3 separate regions of the Gasterosteus aculeatus genome follow, and regions 1 and 2 are each linked to region 3. A link is a contact called in public Hi-C data. All regions are on one chromosome and are shown on one strand. The core of a region is the stretch at or near the end of the contact, and the rest is flanking DNA. Distances in the headings are between cores, read along the strand shown. Region 1 holds the start of irx5a (iroquois homeobox 5a). Region 2 holds the start of aktip (akt interacting protein). Region 3 holds the start of irx3a (iroquois homeobox 3a).

Evidence for each region. A called contact is a pair of places that touch in the nucleus more often than the background predicts.
Region 1: a contact with region 3 is called in a Hi-C map of tail fin, with 2.9 times the contacts expected there. The contact joins the promoter of irx5a here to the promoter of irx3a in region 3. A contact is called at or near these places in 4 of 6 Hi-C or Micro-C datasets (skeletal muscle, tail fin and whole body).
Region 2: a Hi-C map of skeletal muscle shows a contact between it and region 3, with 3 times the contacts expected there. The contact joins the promoter of aktip here to the promoter of irx3a in region 3. A contact is called at or near these places in 3 of 6 Hi-C or Micro-C datasets (skeletal muscle and tail fin).

What each region holds. Positions count from the first base shown.
Region 1 is chr12:18,615,185-18,618,451 of fGasAcu3.hap1.1, forward strand. It overlaps irx5a (iroquois homeobox 5a), which reads right to left and starts at 2,011. Exons shown (of 3, transcript XM_040167696.2): 1 at 1-2,011. It overlaps LOC144385340 (a long non-coding RNA gene), which reads left to right and starts at 3,173. Exons shown (of 3, transcript XR_013451587.1): 1 at 3,173-3,267.
Region 2 is chr12:18,998,434-19,001,730 of fGasAcu3.hap1.1, forward strand. It overlaps aktip (akt interacting protein), which reads left to right and starts at 1,494. Exons shown (of 11, transcript XM_040165052.2): 1 at 1,494-1,827; 2 at 2,210-2,288; 3 at 2,575-2,699. The coding sequence starts at 2,652.
Region 3 is chr12:18,793,819-18,796,897 of fGasAcu3.hap1.1, forward strand. irx3a (iroquois homeobox 3a) reads left to right here and starts at 1,520. Exons shown (of 2, transcript XM_040166330.2): 1 at 1,520-2,269; 2 at 2,880-3,079. The coding sequence starts at 2,051.

The sequences.
Region 1 (3,267 bases), core at 761-3,260, 180 kb before region 3:
CAGCTGACATCTCTTTGATTGCGTTGCATATGAGGGAAATAGTATAACATCATCTTTAGGGCGAAAGGTGTCCGTTACATTATTGTCTGACAAAAAAGAAAAATCCCGTATAGGATGTTTGCCGCGTGAGCCGCTAACAAAAGTACCTGCAGAACGGGCGACAATATTATTATTATTATTATTATTATCATTATTCTAATTGTTATTATTGATTCCATAAAAGAAGCGTCTGTCGTGCGTAACGCGCTTTGGTTCAGACTCTGAAGTAGGAGGAGGACCTATAATTTGAGATCACGGAGCCTATAATAGGAGTTGGTCATGGCAACTGCTCCCAACTCTCAGCACTGCCCCGATAAAGGAGGAGGTGTCGGTGAGTAGAGTCTTGCTCATTTTGCGCTTTAAAAAAGAAAAAAAAGCATTAGAAATGCTGCGTATGCGTTCTAGATGCGTTAAAAAAAATGGGCTGCTCCCGTCGCAAATGAGGCGACCCGATTTCAAATCGCCATAAATGTTGTTTTGACGACGTCTAAACTTGTGTCGCTTCCTCTTCGTCACCGCGTCGTCGTCCTTTTTTTTTCTTCCCCAGAGAAAACGAGCGCGCGATTGACGAATGAAAAGGGCTTTACGTGGCAAAGACGGTGCGAATGAAAGACGATGCGCGCCACTTACGACGCCCGAGGGAGCGCGCGTAATCTAAATTGGATATAGGGGCCATTATTACGCAACATTATGCGTTGAGGTGGACTAATTGCGCGTCCGGACGAGTTCAACAGTAAGTTAACGTCGACAGGTTTCTGGCGCGCACGAGGTCAGCTGAACGGCTCCCCGAGCCTTTTCAGCGGTATTCAGGGGAAAGAATAAAATGCTTGAAGTATTCATGGGATTTTTTAACCATTCTAAATCTGTGTCCTAAACCGATTAGTTGACACCAATTTTTCTTTGATGTATTAGCTGAGGGCTTTTGCCACTTGGAAGCCAATTGAAATTCAAAACAGTTTTCGCTCCAAATGCTTTGGGGAGATCTGCTGCAAATAATGGATGTAATTTATTTTTGACCTTGCATTTCTATTTTTTTTTTTGGGGGGGGGGTTATTAAATGATTAAACACATATGCACTATGCTATTTGACTAAACAAATGGCATCCTTGGCTTTTATTGTTATTAAAGCACAGAAGTCATTTCCCCCCTTTTATCTTTGCATTATGAATATGAATGGCATTATTGTTGTGTTAATAGTTTATAGCTTCAGCTGATATAGTTACACAGCTGTTTTCTAAATTTGTGTGTTTTTTATTTGTTGAGGTCCATGTTGAGGAAGTCTTCTAATGTCACCAAGCAGTGAAATGCACCCCCCCCCCCAAACAAACACACACACACACACGTACACTTAGCTGACTCTGACCCCAATTACATTTAAACAAAGTCATATTTTACGCTCAGTTTTGCATTATTATAACATTTCTTTTATTCAACTTAAATTAGCATTCTCCTGGTTTTCGGGATGATTCTGTTCACACTGAAAGCTTTAGTGTTTTAACAGGTGCATCTCAGCTTGCTCATGGGCTGATACACAAATTGTGATTTGATGATTTTACTTGACTTTGAAAAATGACACAATGAGCCAATATGACTTTGAGGAGAGGGAATCCATTTTCTGATCTCCTCTCGGTTCTCTTGATCTCTTTTTTTCTTTTATTGACCTGAATGAAGACGTATGGAGCAGAAGTGTGTGTTCGGTTGACTCCTGATGAGGCCTGTCTGCCTCCCCCCCACCACCCCCCTTTCTCCCTGCTCCCCATGATCCCTGCAAGGCTGAGTGGCAGGGCTCTGGATTGGCTAAGTGATGAAATGATGACCCTATTATGAGAAGCGACTCCAAAATGAGAGGTATCAGAAGAAGATTGCACCATTCTCTCACTGCAACGCCGTCCTCCCGCACCAGACTGCCGGCTGCGCAGATGATGATTGATTCGCTCCAGATGGATCGCAGGAAGCACCCATTGATTTCCCAGTGTTTTATCAAAAATATTTATTTACATTTGTACCCACAGCTTCGCCCGCGACCCGCTATTCCAAATGAGGGATGTTATAAAAAGGATAATTCTCCCTCCTCCACGACAAGACAAATTACCCGTAATATTATTATTTCAGAAACGAGCCAATAGCATCAGTGACTAAATGGATATTGACTGCAGCTCGTAGTGTGACTGTGGCCTCCTTCACCCTGCTGCAGACTCCAGTGTCAGCATCTACACAGTGATGCCAGACCTCCCGAGTGTTTAACACACAATCCAGGCCTGCTCTCACAAAACGACAACCGCATGTATCTCAGATGGTGAATCCGCCTACTGAGTGAGTACATTCTGACGCTGAGCGTTCCCGCGCCTGGCTGTTGTCTAACCAGACTCGCGAGGCCCAAATAGCGGGTTTGTTTGGAAGATGCTATAGGTGCCGTATGGTAATCGGCGAAATCTCATACTGCCTAAAGCTCTCCAGGCATGTAGGATGGGCTCCTTCCTGCAGTGCCTTTTCGCGACGGTAAAGTGATACAACGTACAAATCAAATGACTAGCAGAATGCTAAAACCACGGTGTGGGAGCTGTGCCCTAGATATTTGCTCTGACTTAATCCAATAGAAATAGTATGAGTGAGTTGCAGGGGCTCCCAGGTCTGTTACTTGCTTAAATATGTGACGCATAATGGAAGTTGACGAGGCTGGTGATAGATCACAGCCCAGGTAATGTAAACACATTAATCCCTCAGGGTTCATGTGCATGTTTCCTTCTCTCTTTTTCTTCTTTCTCATTCTATCAGCCTCTCTTTCGGTTTCTCTCTCTCTTTAAGTCCCCTCCCTCCTCTCCCCCTCGCTCCATGTTCATCATCTTCCCTAAATGCGTTAGTGGAGCACAAACCAGAAGCAGCCCTAATCTGTCAACATGCCCTTTAATTGGAGGGAGAAAACAACACGTGCTTCTGCTTGTGCCATTCCTAAGTGCACATGCCAAAGAAACACAGAGTTCACGGAAGAAGTGATCCCGGGAGAGCGGGGCATAATTAAAAGTATCTTTTAATAGGCTTGTAATGCCGAGCCTGACTCTTGTTGCCTTAAGTAGAGGGCGAACTCTGTGGCTGGAGACGGACGTGTGCGGGGGGGGGTGGTGGGTTGGGAGGGGGGGCTGCTGAGGGAGCCTGTAAACGATCCGCTGCCCCGTCGCCATCGTCAGACATCCAGTCTGTGCTTCGCTCGCGGACCCACAAAACAACTTT
Region 2 (3,297 bases), core at 244-2,743, 200 kb after region 3:
ACTGCTTTATATATATATTCTAATCAAAATAAAGCTTAATGCCCGAGAAGGGTATAATAATTGACCTCCCACCAAATAGCAGATGCTGAAATATTTCCAGTATTAAGGAAACACAGCTCCAACGGGTTTCATAACGGTCACATATTCAATTAGTTAATCCAATCTCCCCATTTTAATTACATTCATTAGAGTATTTGTTTGACCAAACAAGGTCACAATAGTTGATTAGATAAAGAATCAATGGCAAAGACAAAAAAACTCATTACAAAACCAATGGTGTGAATATTTGCCCCCTTGTTTGTGTCAGACAGTTTATCTCAATGTCGATGGAGGCAAACCAGGCATAAACTTATTTGTTTTGAGGTGATCTTTGATTTGTACATGTCAAAAGAGTGATGGTGACCTTGCGTTGCCGGCTGCCCCAATGAAGCAGCAGGACACTAATTACCTTTGTCAGTGAAGTGTACTTGGAACAATACACAATCAGATAACAATAATGGAGTCAATAATTTGTATTTACTCTGAAACTTGGACAATGTCATTTCTCCCAATTAATGTAATCACCCATGCATTAAATTAGTTTTTTTTTTCTTACCCAGAAAAATAATTAGGGGTAATTGTTAGGAAATCAATCAATCAGCAGAATGAACTGCCAATGAAGCATGGTCGATACTAAAGAAATATGTGACGCAGATGGCTTGAGTCTTATCCTCAAGGGACTATGGCTGTGAGGTGCACTGAAACATTGAAATTAAGGCAATAGAAAAGTGTTTATTATTTTATTATTCATCAGAGGGCCTGCAGCGTTTTTTCTAGGGGACACTGAACAGATAATGTCGTTTAAAAAGACACACAAAAAAAAAACATTGATATTATGATCCGGAGGAAAAGTGTTATGAAAAAAGAAAAATGCACTTGATATTCAGTGTTAAAAAACTCCAATAACATTTAATAATGGCACCTGAAGAGGATAAGCAGAAAATAGATGTATTATTTTGGACTCTAACGTTACATTCAAATATTTAACAGTAGCTCTATTAACAATGTTTATTCAACCTCGAATTTAGCCAATTAATTTAGCAAAATATGAAATATTTCTAAAATGAACCACCCTGGAGTAAACAGCCATGTTGATTTTCGCAAAGAAAATGGGTCAATACCATTTTGGGGAAATGAATTAACTATTAACGGACACGACAGACTTCAATAACAATACAACAATAACACTTTTTTCATTGCAACTTGATTAACCTAGTCAACGAGCAGCAGTGCAGATACCGCTAGTAGACATTATATTCATTATTATATAAGACATCCCGAGCAATCATCTACAACTATTCCATTTAATTTAATATAGCTAAATTAAAAGTCCCTCGAATTAGGTTATCCTGTGGTTTGTCAGATAAGAAAAATGTCTTCTGTTAAAAACGCCTTTTCATTGTGCAATAAATCACCGTATCTTCCTTTCTTTCTTGTTCCACAAAAGAAAAACACAGCAACTGTACTCACGGTTTGATTGACAGCAAGCCATTGTTCCACGAACTACTTTCCCTACTCACGTGACGAGGAAACCAGCAAATGAAATGTGAGAAGTTTATCCTGTAGACCAATACAAATCCGAAGCCATACGCCGAAACGCCCCCTCAGTTGTTAGATTGAACTCTGGTTTCTCTGTCTGTCAAATTATTTAGCTAGCCAATGTTAGCTAGTTAGCCGGTATGACACTTAAAGGACTGACGAACAGCTGAGCAGTTCAGCGATACATACGCTAGGACACACGTTAATATCGCTCTTAAAAGCTCATTGTAAAGCTCTCTGACAAATACGGTGAGTTTCATCGCATAGTTTTTTCTTTCGCAACAGTTTAACTTAAAGGTATAACGTTAGACAATGTGTTGGCAACGCTAAAAGTAGCATTGCAAGCTAATGCTATAACTAATACATTGTTAACCTTAGTTAAGGAAAACAGGTGTGACAACGTCTGTGTGTGCACATCCTGCTTTTAGGCTTTGAGGGAGAATGTGGTTAGAGTTTAAGCTGCAAGCTAACGTTCTGTTAAGTCTATACTGTTTGCTAACGCAACGTTAGCACCGTTATGACGAATGGTACAAAACTCGATATCCTGTCAGGAATGCCACGATATTAATAGCAGATTTTATTGAAATTCAAACACTGTTCTCTGGTGTTGCCACCCGACGACAAACTACAGCGATCAACTTGCTACACAACTGACTTTCCAAACGTCGATGGCAATCAAACTCTTCGCTTCCTTCATGAAAACAGCTAACGTAAGTTAGCACAGAGCTAAGCTATCCCAAACAATCCCTCACATCCCCTGTCATTATAGCGATTGTCAACGTTTCTCATTTTGTTTTTCCATCTGCACTTATTGATAAGACAGATTGATAACGACTATGAAATTGCAATGAAGTATTGCCATAGTGTTAACCTGCTAGATGACACGAGATCCGTATGAAATACTTGACTGTATACTTGAATACTTGACCTGTGTTCTTTTGAACGGAAGCTACAGTCACTTGTGTCAAGCGTCTTTTCTTTCTTTTGTCATTACAGTTTTGGATGGCCAGTACAGCTCTTGTCGTGGGATCTACATAGAAAGAGGGACACCATTCTGAACCTCTGGATGAGTAATGAACTTAAACCCCTTCTGGAGCATGTCTTCCAATTCAAGTCGTAAGGTAAAGTTCAAAACATTGTACTATAATATTGTTTAGTGTTCATATGATGAGCTTGACATGGTAGTTTTGCAAGGGTGCACCATTCTTAAACAATTTAATATGGATTTATCTTTATGGATCATACGCTTGCTAAAGTTTTCAGAAGATCCTTCAAAGTTCCTTTTGCATCATCAATAAATTTCATACATCTGTGATCAACTTGGAGATTAAACGGTACCTGACTTTTTCTCCCAAGTAATTAACACTATATGGTAAATGGGCTGCACTTGTACGACACTTTCCTTGTGCTCAAAGCTCTTTCCCCGCATCATGTCATCTTATGACGAGGTGGTGCCTGCGCATCAGGTATCTTACTAACCATTAACATCCATTTCTACACTGGCACAGTTTGCCAGAGCAACTCTGGGTTTTAAATGCCCCCAAGGACACGTTGACATGGACCAGCGGGAAATCGAATCCCCAATCCGTTGACCTTGCTCTGCCACTGAGCAGAGTTCCCTACATGCATCAGTGTCAACAGCTCTCAGCACTTATAAAGATGATGTGTTGGTACTCTGCACCCTCAACTGTGTTCAGACATCAGTCATCTGATATTTAA
Region 3 (3,079 bases), core at 270-2,769:
AGCCGCTGTAATTAATAACCCCATAATCCGGGTTGGGGTGGATGTCGGCGAAGAACACACACAGATTCAGGACAGAGTTTTACAGACACAAGGCGTATCCGTATGGGGTTGTTCTATGTATGAAATTATAGCTGCTATTATCCCCCCCCCCCCCCCCCCCCCCAGACAATGATAACTATCTGCTTCCAAAGAAGATTAAAGGTTTATACAAGTTTAGAATTCTTGGAAACCGGGATCGCATTATCAAAACTACACATGAGATTGATGAGATTTCATCCCGCCGTCAATAATACGTTAAGACTTATATTCATATAAAGTGGGTGGAATAATGATTCAACCTCTGCAGTTGTTTTGCGAACGATTAACAAAACAGATGCTGGTATAAAATCGGTTCAAATGCGATTACGGTTGTCCCGTACACACTTTTGTGTATTGATTCGCGGAATTTCAATTTTGACTCCCTTGTTTTGTTTTAATCCGAATTATTTACAAGAAACATCAGGTTGCATCAAAATTATCGAATGGATTTTCTTCAAGTGCAGTCTGTCCGGATGATCGTTTGGTTTTAGAGCGGATTTAGAGACAAGTATCTCAAACGTCTTGTTTTAAGCTTTGTACCGAGCAATCTGTTTATTTACTCGGTTACACCATTGCTGTTATTATTACTATTACGATCACGTGTCATTATTATGGTTATTGGGTTCGTTAATAATAACAATTATAATTTTCAAAATATATTTTTTTATTTATAAATATGTTTTGCTCATTCTTTCTGAAGTCAGAGTATTGTTTCCCCCGGAATACACATCTTCAGGCCAATCCACTACCTTGTTTATTACTCGTCATTGTTGCTGCTTTGCACTTTACTCTTCATTAACAGTGTAATGCGCCCATCAACAGCTCCCTCTTTGATGTCAAGTAGCTGCATGCGACCTGTTTGATGTCCTGAATTGACTCCGATTCGCCCATAACGCCTCCGAACCGGTGTAGGAAAACACAGTCACGGTGACATAGTGATGGATTAAAAAGGTGTGTATAGCCTGTGATCCACGGCCAGGACAAAGCGTGAGCACCGCCAGTAGTTAAAAACATATTCATTATTTTCTGATTTTTTTCTTGTGATTTAATAGTTTTTGAAACTGCCAACTGACATGGTTTTTTTTATTAATATAGAGGAATGTCGGTTTAAAAAAATGTGCGTGAACATTTTCCAATTGTTACAAGAGAGGGAACTAATTTTACTTTTTTTTAACCGATGTACTCGAGTGTCCAAGAATAAAAGTGCACTTTTGTGTTAAAAAGAAAACTAGAGACGAAACAAAAGAAGAAGTTAATCAGTCGTAGACATCTCACGGCTTACTGTTGTGCAAACGGGCAAAATTGAGAATTAACACAAACAATGCGGTGGGACGGACTCGAACAACAAACAACAAATGAAATAGATTGGCGAGCCATAAAATGAGATTTGAAACCCCATTCAAATAAGAGCTCGCGACGTCAGCGCACTTATCCGAGAAGAGAGAGCGAGGGAGGGAGGGAGTGAGAGAGAGGAGAGAGAGAGAGAGAGGGAGGGAGAGAGAGAGAGAGAGGGAGAGAGAGAGGGAGGGAGAGAGAGAGAGAGAGGGAGAGAGAGAGGGAGAGAGAGAGAGGGAGGGAGAAAGAGAGAGAAAGAGAGAGAGGCTGGTCGGCGAGCGGTGGATATGAGAGGGGTGAGATTTGAGAAAATGGGAGGGGCTTCTAAACGACTAGAAATGTCAATCTGAGCAAGGCAGTCCCAATAATCTAAAGCAATCTGTAAGGACCTGACCTTAGTCCATCCAGATCAATAGGGAAGTGCGGGTGGAAAGAAGAAGAAGAAGAAGAAAAGCAAGAAATAAGGGGCGCAACCGGATCGTTTACACTGGCTGCTACCGAGGAAATATAGACTTCCCTTGCTCGCACCTTTTGTTGCCCACATGCTCACACTGTAAAAGTGGATATCGAGGCAAATCCTTTGCTTTGTGTGATCGCAGCAGACTTTCTTCTCCCCCCCCTCCCCTTCCCCGCCGCCATGTCGTTCCCACAGCTGGGATATCAGTACATCCGACCGATATACCCGCCGGAGCGCCAGGGGATCGCCAGCAACGCCCGGGCCGGGACGGAGCTCAGTCCGTCCGGCGCGCTCTCCAACGTCCTCTCCACTATGTACGGATCTCCTTTCGCCGCAGCAGCGCAGGGCTACGGAGCGTTTCTGCCCTACTCGAACGATATATCAATTTTCAATCAGCTGGTGAGTCACTTTTGGCCCCCTTTCGAAGTCTTCGATAGAACTTTTTTGTTGTTGTTGTTGTTGTTTTTTTTATATTGCTTCGCAATTCAAATGAAAATAAATGAACAGTTCCGCAAGAGACGTTTGAGCGTCAACTTTTTGAGCGATGTGGTTAAAGCTGAGAGAGGTAGGGGGGGGGATCTATTTGTAAGTCAAAAGTGGTTAAAAAGTAACATATTAACAAAGTGTGCATAGGACTTATTGTTACATCATTCCCTGAAAGTTATGTTTATAAAAGGCTGCGACGCGCTGTGACGGTTTACACAGGCCACGCAGGGGAAGACGTGCATTAAAGTAAAGTAAAGTTTTTCGTTGTAAATATACAGAATATTTCAAATATAAAATAGTTGTATTTAGTTGCCACGCTTTTGGTAGAAAAAAAAACGTGTTCAAGTTAAATAAAAATAAAAAATGTTTTGGGGTGTTGTTTGTTTACACCTCAATAATGACCTTATTTTGTTGCATTACTCTAAAATCCCTTCCCGTAATGTGTGGCTTGGTCAAATGTATGATGGGGAATAATTAATTAAGTCTAATAAATCCCTCTGACTGTGATGCTTTGTCTTTGCAGGGTGCTCAGTATGAACTCAAAGACAGCCCCGGTGTCCAGCACCCGGGCTTCGCCCACCATCACCCTGCGTTCTATCCATATGGCCAATATCAGTTCGGCGACCCGTCCAGACCCAAAAACGCCACCAGGGAGAGCACCAGCACCCTGAAGGCCTGGCTGAGCGAGCACCGCAAGAACCCCTACCCGACCAAGGGCGAGAA